Linked DNA regions of Rattus norvegicus: region 2 is linked to region 1. A link is a contact called in public Hi-C data. All regions are on one chromosome and are shown on one strand. Each heading gives the region's core, a stretch centred on a gene start, on an enhancer-like site or on the middle of the called end of the contact. The rest is flanking DNA. Distances are from core to core; before and after follow the strand shown.

Region 1 (3,553 bases), core at 477-2,976:
GAGAAGTGGTACTGTGTGCGAGGGTTCAGCATAGCCTTCTCACCTGGCTTCTGACTTCCGAGGGTCATAGAGGAGGCAGACGCTCATTTGTTTTCTTACAGGCATCTCGTGGAAGGAGAAGGTTGCAGACCTTCGGTTGAAAATGGCAGAGAGGAGCATCGTGTGGTTTGTGGTCACTGCCCTAGACGAGATTGCATGTGAGTACTCTGGTTTCACTGCAGGGGCATTACCTGATCTCCTCCTTGGGCCTCTGGGAATCTGTGTTTGTGCCATTCAGCTCTGTGAATGGTGAGGGAATTCGTAACAGTGTCTTTAAATAAGAGAGCAAATGCTGGTTAGCACAAAGGAGGGAGCATTACAGTTGGAATAGGGATGGCCCACCTGACAGAACAGCGCACACACAGCCAGGGGCTCCTGGTGAATCCGGTGTGTGATGCCTGCCTCTGGCCTCGCAGTCTGAAGGACTGACTTCTCTGAGGAAGAATATTCTAAATATTTTTTTTTTGTGTTGCTCTCTCTTTATACTTAAATAGTTTCTAAGATCTTCACCGAGAGAGTATTCTAGTCAAGTTTTTACCTCAGAAAACTTAACAGGAAGGTCTTCTCTAGGTCCTGCCCCTTAATCTTCTGACTTTCCACTACCCCTGCTGTTCAAAACCTGTCCTCTCCCAGAGTTTGAAGGAGCCTGAGTGAAATGCTCTCTCCTGTCCTGCTCTGACTGGATTTGATTCAGGGAGGCTTGGAAGAGGCTTTTGTGCATTTTATCTCTCCACTGGAGGAAGAAAGCCCACTGGGGATGTCCCGCCTCTTCCGTCCCCAGACTTTGTCAGATGTCTGTGATTGTTGTCTCGAATTAACCCTGCCTCAGAGGGAAAAACACACAAAAGTGCTTTCTCTCTTTGAAAATAAAACAAATATGTCCCTATTTTGGAGACCCTCTGAAGTGCAGAGGAAGTAGAAGAAAAATAAGATTCACTCACAAGCCTTTTCCCTAGTGACAGCCATTGTTGACATTTCTGTGTATCTGTCATTCAGCCTGGTGTTCTAGACGTGTCAGTGTGCTGGGAACAAATATAAACGCAATTTAAGCATTAAGAATCCCCTCAAATGGTGGTGCTAAGGTCTGCCTGACAGCTTCCATTTGGAGGCCTTTGCGCTATCTCCAGCTTCTCCATAAGTTACTGTGGTTCTCTCGTCCGGAGCATGGCTCATACTCACATATCTCAGTTTCTGGTCATTTTGCCTTCCTATTTCTGGTTGATTTTGTGGGTACTCTTGTGAGTGTGAGGGTGAGCGTGTGGTGGGACTTCTGACACATCCATTCTGTCACACGTCAGCAGCCCCAAGTCCCTTCATTTCAGAAGGAGGTAGTAAAGCCCGATGGGAGGCAGGCCTCTAACCCAGCACTTGGGAGGCAGAGGCATGTGAATCTGAGTTCGAGGCCAGCCTGGACCACCTAGCAGGTTCCAGGCTGTCTACGGCTACACAATGAGACCTTGTCTCCAAAAAATAAAACACTCAAGAGTCAGTATGAGGTTAAACCTTTCTACTTTCTTTGAGAAGCCATTATTTTAACATAGAGGGGGCGGCTGCTTTTTGTACTTGGCCTTTTCGCTCCCTTATCTTTGAGAGCAAGCATTGGAGCGGCAGCCAGGCCCAGAGCTGCACTGTCTGCTTGTCTGTTAGGCTTCTCAAGTGTTCGGTGACCTCATCAGACTCCAGCCCCTGGCTCAGGGCAGGTCCTCCACCCAGCCCAGTAACAGCCCACTGTGGCTGAGCCACAGCCTCCTGACTCACGACTTCCGGCTCTGAGGAGAGCTCTGTGTAGGTGGAGCTCAGTGGGGTCTCTATGTCACCACCTCCACTTCAGACTTTCTGTCCTAGGTCGTTTGCCTTGGAATAGAGAGATTGCATGTGTCCCCCTTATATTTGAGGGGGTCAGAGTCTGTTTGCAGCAGCGCTGAGCTTGGCAGATTCCCACAGTCAGTTACCAGTTTCAGCTCTTTGGGGGACACTGGTTATGACTTTTTGATCCTACTCCCTCCTCAGGCTTGCAACATGGCCAACTAGGAAACAGTTCTGGCGCCATCAGGTGGCCGACACCAGCATCTGCAGCTCAGTCGTGGAACCCTGAGAGATGTGGAATCCTTTGATAGGAGCTGAATTCTAAGCAGAAACTCCTCCCTCCCCAAAAGCTACCTGTAAAGCCTGACCCTGGAGCCAGGCATTGAAAGGAACCATTTTAAAGAAATTGCTTTCCTTTTTAGGGCTGTTCAATCTCCGAGGGTCAGATGTGGAGCACAACCCGGTGTTTTTCTCCTACGCAATCATAGGACTAGAGAGGATCATGTAAGTGCTCTCTCCCACCCAGATACCCCCTCCTGGCCCTCACCCCACCGTTGCTATGCTTGCTTTCTCACTTTAGAACTCCTCCTTCATCCGCTTGTCCTTGCCTGTCCTAACAGGTGTTTGCTTTAATCCTGCCTTCCCTCTAAACCTCTAAATGTCTTGAAATCTACAAAATTATTTATAGTAACACAAGACTGAGAAATAAGTGTGTGAGACTATCAGAGCACAGATGCTGTGAGGTTCTTCATGAGGTTCCTGCTGTGTGATCTGGCCCAGGCCACACAGGTTTCAGGTTTCCCAGAAGGCAGTGCGGAGGGAGCAGCATAGGCTTAGCTGTATGGTTCTGGACCCCAGGCGTCTTAAAGGTCAGCAGCAATATGGGGAATCATGGTCTATGGTCTGCTGTCTTGCCAGTTTTACCACTTCAGACATTACTTTCAGGCTAACGTCATTGTCTTTCTGTTGAATGGGATTATAGTTCTTTGCTCTTGTGATAGAACACTCTGATTGGAAATAACTTAGGGGAGGAAAGGATGACCTTGACTTACACTTCATGCCACAGTCCACCATTGAGGGGAACCAGGGCAGGAACTCAAACAGGAGCTTGAAGCAGGGCCTTGTTTAGCTGGCTTTCTCTCTTTCTTTTTTCTTTTCTTTTCTTTTCTTTTTTTTTTTTTAAAGATTTATTCATTTATATGAGTACACTGTCGCTTTCTTCAGACACACTAGAAGAGGGCATTGTTACAGATGGTTGTGAGCCACCATGTGGTTGCTGGGAATTGAACTCAGGACTTCTGGAAGAACAGTTGATGCTCTTAACCACTGAGCCATAGCTGGCTTTCTTATATAGCACAGAATCACCTGCCTAGGGAATGGTGCCACCTGCAGTGGGCGCATGCCTAAGGAATGGTGCCACAGGCAGAGGGCTGGGCCCTCCTGTATCAACTGAACCAAGACAATCTCTCAGAGATTTACCCAGTAGCCAATCATTTTGGCCTGTCCTCAGCTCATTTGCACTTCTCAGACAATGGTAGGCTGTGTCAAGTTGACAGTTAAAACTTAACTACGGCAGGGGCCAGGTGTGTCTGTACACATCTTTAATTCCAGTTCTCAGAAGGCAGAAACAGGCAGATATCTGAGTTTGGTCTACATAGTTCCAGGACAGCTGGTGTTACAAAGTGAGACCGTGTCTCAAAAAAACCAC
Region 2 (3,647 bases), core at 1,049-3,548, 33 kb before region 1:
AGGGCTTGGGACTACCCTGGGCCTGTGTGTCTTGGGGTAGGAGGGAGCAATTGTCAATCTCAGAATCTCAGGACAAGACCCCCTCCAGTCCCATGGCTCCGAACCCCACGGGCAATGAACTTGACTGCTGAAAAGCCCAATCTTTGCAACCAGTAAAATGACACAAATAGTTGCTTGGTCCATTGGGTTGTCATGGGTTAGACAGACTGGGTTCAGTCTGTGTCAGTGTGTCTGTACGGAGCCTGAAAAATCGTACTTAACCCTTCCTGTTCTCACCTCTGCAATGTTTTTGGAGTCTCCTTCCTGGGACTTCCCAAAAGAACTCGAAGACCATGAAGGTTGCTTTGCTGCCTAGTTCCGGGGACTACTCAGTGCTTCTTTCTCTTTCCTCTAAAAGCAATGACTCAAATTCTGAGGCAGCTCTTTTCTCCTTGGCAATTACGACCATGAATTGCTTACTGCCTTTGATCTCACTTATAACTCTGCCGGTAATGCCAGATTTTCCTCTTGTTATTCTTTTGGGCGTGGGCAGGAGCCAGTCCCTTTGTTTACAGTCTCCCTCTGACTCCATAAGCTTGAGGAAATGAACAGACAGGTTGTATCTATCACACACATTCTTTTCTGGCTGGTCTAGGTGCTAGCCTAATACTAACTGGGACTTTCAGTCCTCCAGGACACATTTGACACAAGTGTACTAGGACTTCACCAAGGTCAATGTGGGGTGGGACACAGACCGGCCTTTAGAACAGGGTGCTCATTTTCATTTAGTGCCAGGTGTTGTTCTAAGGACTAGGGACATAACAATGAACAAGAGAGCCACTGTGCCGGAGAAGTGTGCAATCTGGGGACATTTATTTCTGCAGCAAACACGTGAGGATGGCTGTCAGCTACTGCCCATTTTTAAGCAACAGAAACAACTCCTGCACTGACAGCACTGTAGTATGTGTGTAGGGTAGAGATAAAGTGGGCAGACTGTCCTCAGAAGATAAACTCATGTGAACAACGGTAGAAGCTGTGGGAAAAAGAGCAGGCTCAGGGGGCCCGGGTGTGTCCGAGGGGTTTACAGCTTTTAAGGAAGGTTTCATTGAGGAGGTGACACTTGACAGGACTGTGAGTGTCAAAGATAGTGAAGGCCAGCTTAGGTGGAGTGAAGTGACCCTTGAGCTGTGATTAAGAAGTCTCACCCTGCATGAAATGGGGGCTGTCTTAGTTTCTTTTCCCATTGTTGTGATACAACATTCTGACAAAAGGAATTTGAGGGGTAAAGGGTTTCGTTGGCTTACAGTTCCAGGTTATAGTTCACCGAGGCAGGGAACCAGTCCTTACATCGGTAGTCAAGAGGAGAGAATAATGTATTCATGTTAGTCCTCTACTCATTCCCACCGATTTAGACGGCCTAGGATCCTCTGCCTAGGGAGTGGTTCTGCCCGTATAAAATAACACAAGACATCCTTCAGATAGGCCCATAGGCTGTTCTCTCAGGCGACTCTAGAGTGGTCAAATTGAGAGCAGTAAACACCACAGGACACCTCGGTTAAGTTTGGTCTGGCTACGGTGCAAGCGTCACAAAGGTGAGGTGGAAGTGACGTACCCTAGTCCGGTGACGGTGGAGATGACGGAACTGGGTGGGGCTACTTTGAAGACAGGGCCAAGCGCAACTTGGGCAGATGGGGCATGGACTGGGAAGAAGGCAGAGATTGCTTCAAGATTTTTGCCCTTAAAACATGGAATAGCCACCGATTGAGATGAAAAAGCCCCATGTGAAGATTGTTTTTTTTAAGGAGCTAGGTTTGAACGCTTTAACGCCTGGTAGTTGCCCAAGTGAAGTGAGTAGCCGGTTTTGAAGCTGTTTGGAAAAGTCATTTGGGGGACACCTCTAAGGTCTCAGCAAGTTGTATCCTGATCCAGTCAATGTCTCCAGGACCCTAAAATAGGATCTTGCAGAGCTGACCACGACTTTCCCGTCTTAGCTGACCTAAAAGCTGGAACAAACCAGAGAAGCATGCAGCTTCCTTAGCTGGCAAAACTCCGGTCCTCCTCCTTAAATGCAGGGTGGGAAGAGAACTGCGGACCAATCGGCGACTCTTCCAACTGGTTGCACAGAACACCACCCTCTCCAAGCAACAACAGTTCACAAGGTTTCGGAATTCTGACACTCGACCACGCCCCCTCCGGAGAACGGGCGGGGCTTACAACGGGGCGGAGTCTCTGCGTGAGCACGCCACAGGAGGAGGGGCGTGGCCTGCCCGGTGCGCGCGCCTGGCCGTCGGTGATCAGCTGGTCTGCGCTCCCCTGACGTGGGTTGGGGCACGTCACCGACGAATGGCAGCCTCCAGAAAGCCGCCGCGAGTAAGGTGAGGGGACTGTGCCGGCCGGCCGGCCGGCGTCCGGCGTCCGGCGCGCGAGCTGCACACCGGGAGGGTAGGGAAGAGAGGGCGAGGAGCGTCGGGCCCGTGGCCATCGGGGGCGCGGGTCCTGCCCGAGCGGGAACCGGGGACCGATCTGTGCAGCCCGGCAGGACTCAGCTCGCTTCCGGCGGGGCCCCGGGCACCTCCGGGCTGCCGGAGCCTGTCCAGGGACTAGTGTGACCGAGGAACTGCCTCGCCCCGCCGGGGCAGGCGGCGATCCTTACTACCCACGACCCTGAGGGGAGGCCCTGCTATTGCAGGAAGTTGGTCCCTCTTGGATCCATCCCGGGTACTCAGAAGTGATTGTGCCCCTGCCCACACCCTTCCTCCATGGCGGCAATCTAAAGTTACAGTCCTGATCATTCTGATGACTGCATTTTACCTCCTGATTCAACGCCCCCAACAGAGACAGCCGTGGGGCCCTCCCTACCCAAATGGTCTCAGGGGCTGTATCAGGAAGCATGGGAAAATCCACCAGGAGCCTGCTCTGGGTTCTTCTTGGACATAGGAAGTGAGAAGATATTTCTCAGACTCATGTTGAACATGTCTTAGTTGATCCCTCCCCACACAAACCAGGCACACTTAGGTATTTAAAGTGAGAGATTAAATACACAAAACCAGAATTAAAACTCTGTGGTGATGCACAGAAGCTTACCCATCCTCTCAGACCAGTTGAGTCTTGAATGAACACACACACACACACACACACACACACATACACACACGAAGCTCCGCAGCCAACTTGTGAAATTCTTGTGAGTGGACAGGTCTCAAGCCTACCTTGACCTAGACCTGGTCTTGTGACAGTGTGTTAAGCGCAACCAAGAAGTTTCTATGTGCACTGTGAAGGGAGGCGTGGGTGATGATACATGTGGATAGACCTTCCCGGAAGTTTTCTACTGGAAATAAGGCTAGGCAAGTGGATAATGATGTAATGTCAAAGGCTAGGAGGAAGCTTGAGGACTGTACCACAGCCATGGCTGGATCCACCGTCCCAGTATTGGGGGTGGTCTGTGAACATCAGATGGTAGGCTGAGAGAGGGAGGGTGCTGTTGAAGGAGGCTAATGGAGACGGGTGAGTGTTAGTGAAGCTGAAGAGAGAAGAACCAATCCTGGCCCCAGACTTGTCTTCACTCTTTCACTTCTAGCTCCAGTGTGCTCAGCTCTTGCTTCGGCAGACTTTTTCCTTGTTGCAGTCGCTGAAAGTTCTAGGCTGACAGTCATCAGAGACAGCCTTAT

Evidence for each region. A called contact is a pair of places that touch in the nucleus more often than the background predicts.
Region 2: a Hi-C map of mammary epithelial cells shows a contact between it and region 1, with 2.4 times the contacts expected there. The contact joins the promoter of Xpnpep1 here to the enhancer-like site in region 1. A contact is called at or near these places in 6 of 12 Hi-C or Micro-C datasets (Schwann cells, kidney, liver and 2 more).

What each region holds. Positions count from the first base shown.
Region 1 is chr1:262,022,209-262,025,761 of GRCr8, reverse strand. Xpnpep1 (X-prolyl aminopeptidase 1) reads left to right here. Exons shown (of 21, transcript NM_001398660.1): 8 at 102-197; 9 at 2,268-2,349. Among named protein-coding and RNA genes, the nearest start is that of Xpnpep1, 33 kb to the left of the region's middle. Within about 2 kb of position 1,726, at least 29 of the 93 cell types and tissues checked have an H3K27ac peak or open chromatin away from gene starts, as enhancers often do. A contact at or near this core is called in Schwann cells, where this site is marked.
Region 2 is chr1:262,055,467-262,059,113 of GRCr8, reverse strand. It overlaps Xpnpep1 (X-prolyl aminopeptidase 1), which reads left to right and starts at 2,298. Exons shown (of 21, transcript NM_001398660.1): 1 at 2,298-2,354. The coding sequence starts at 2,323.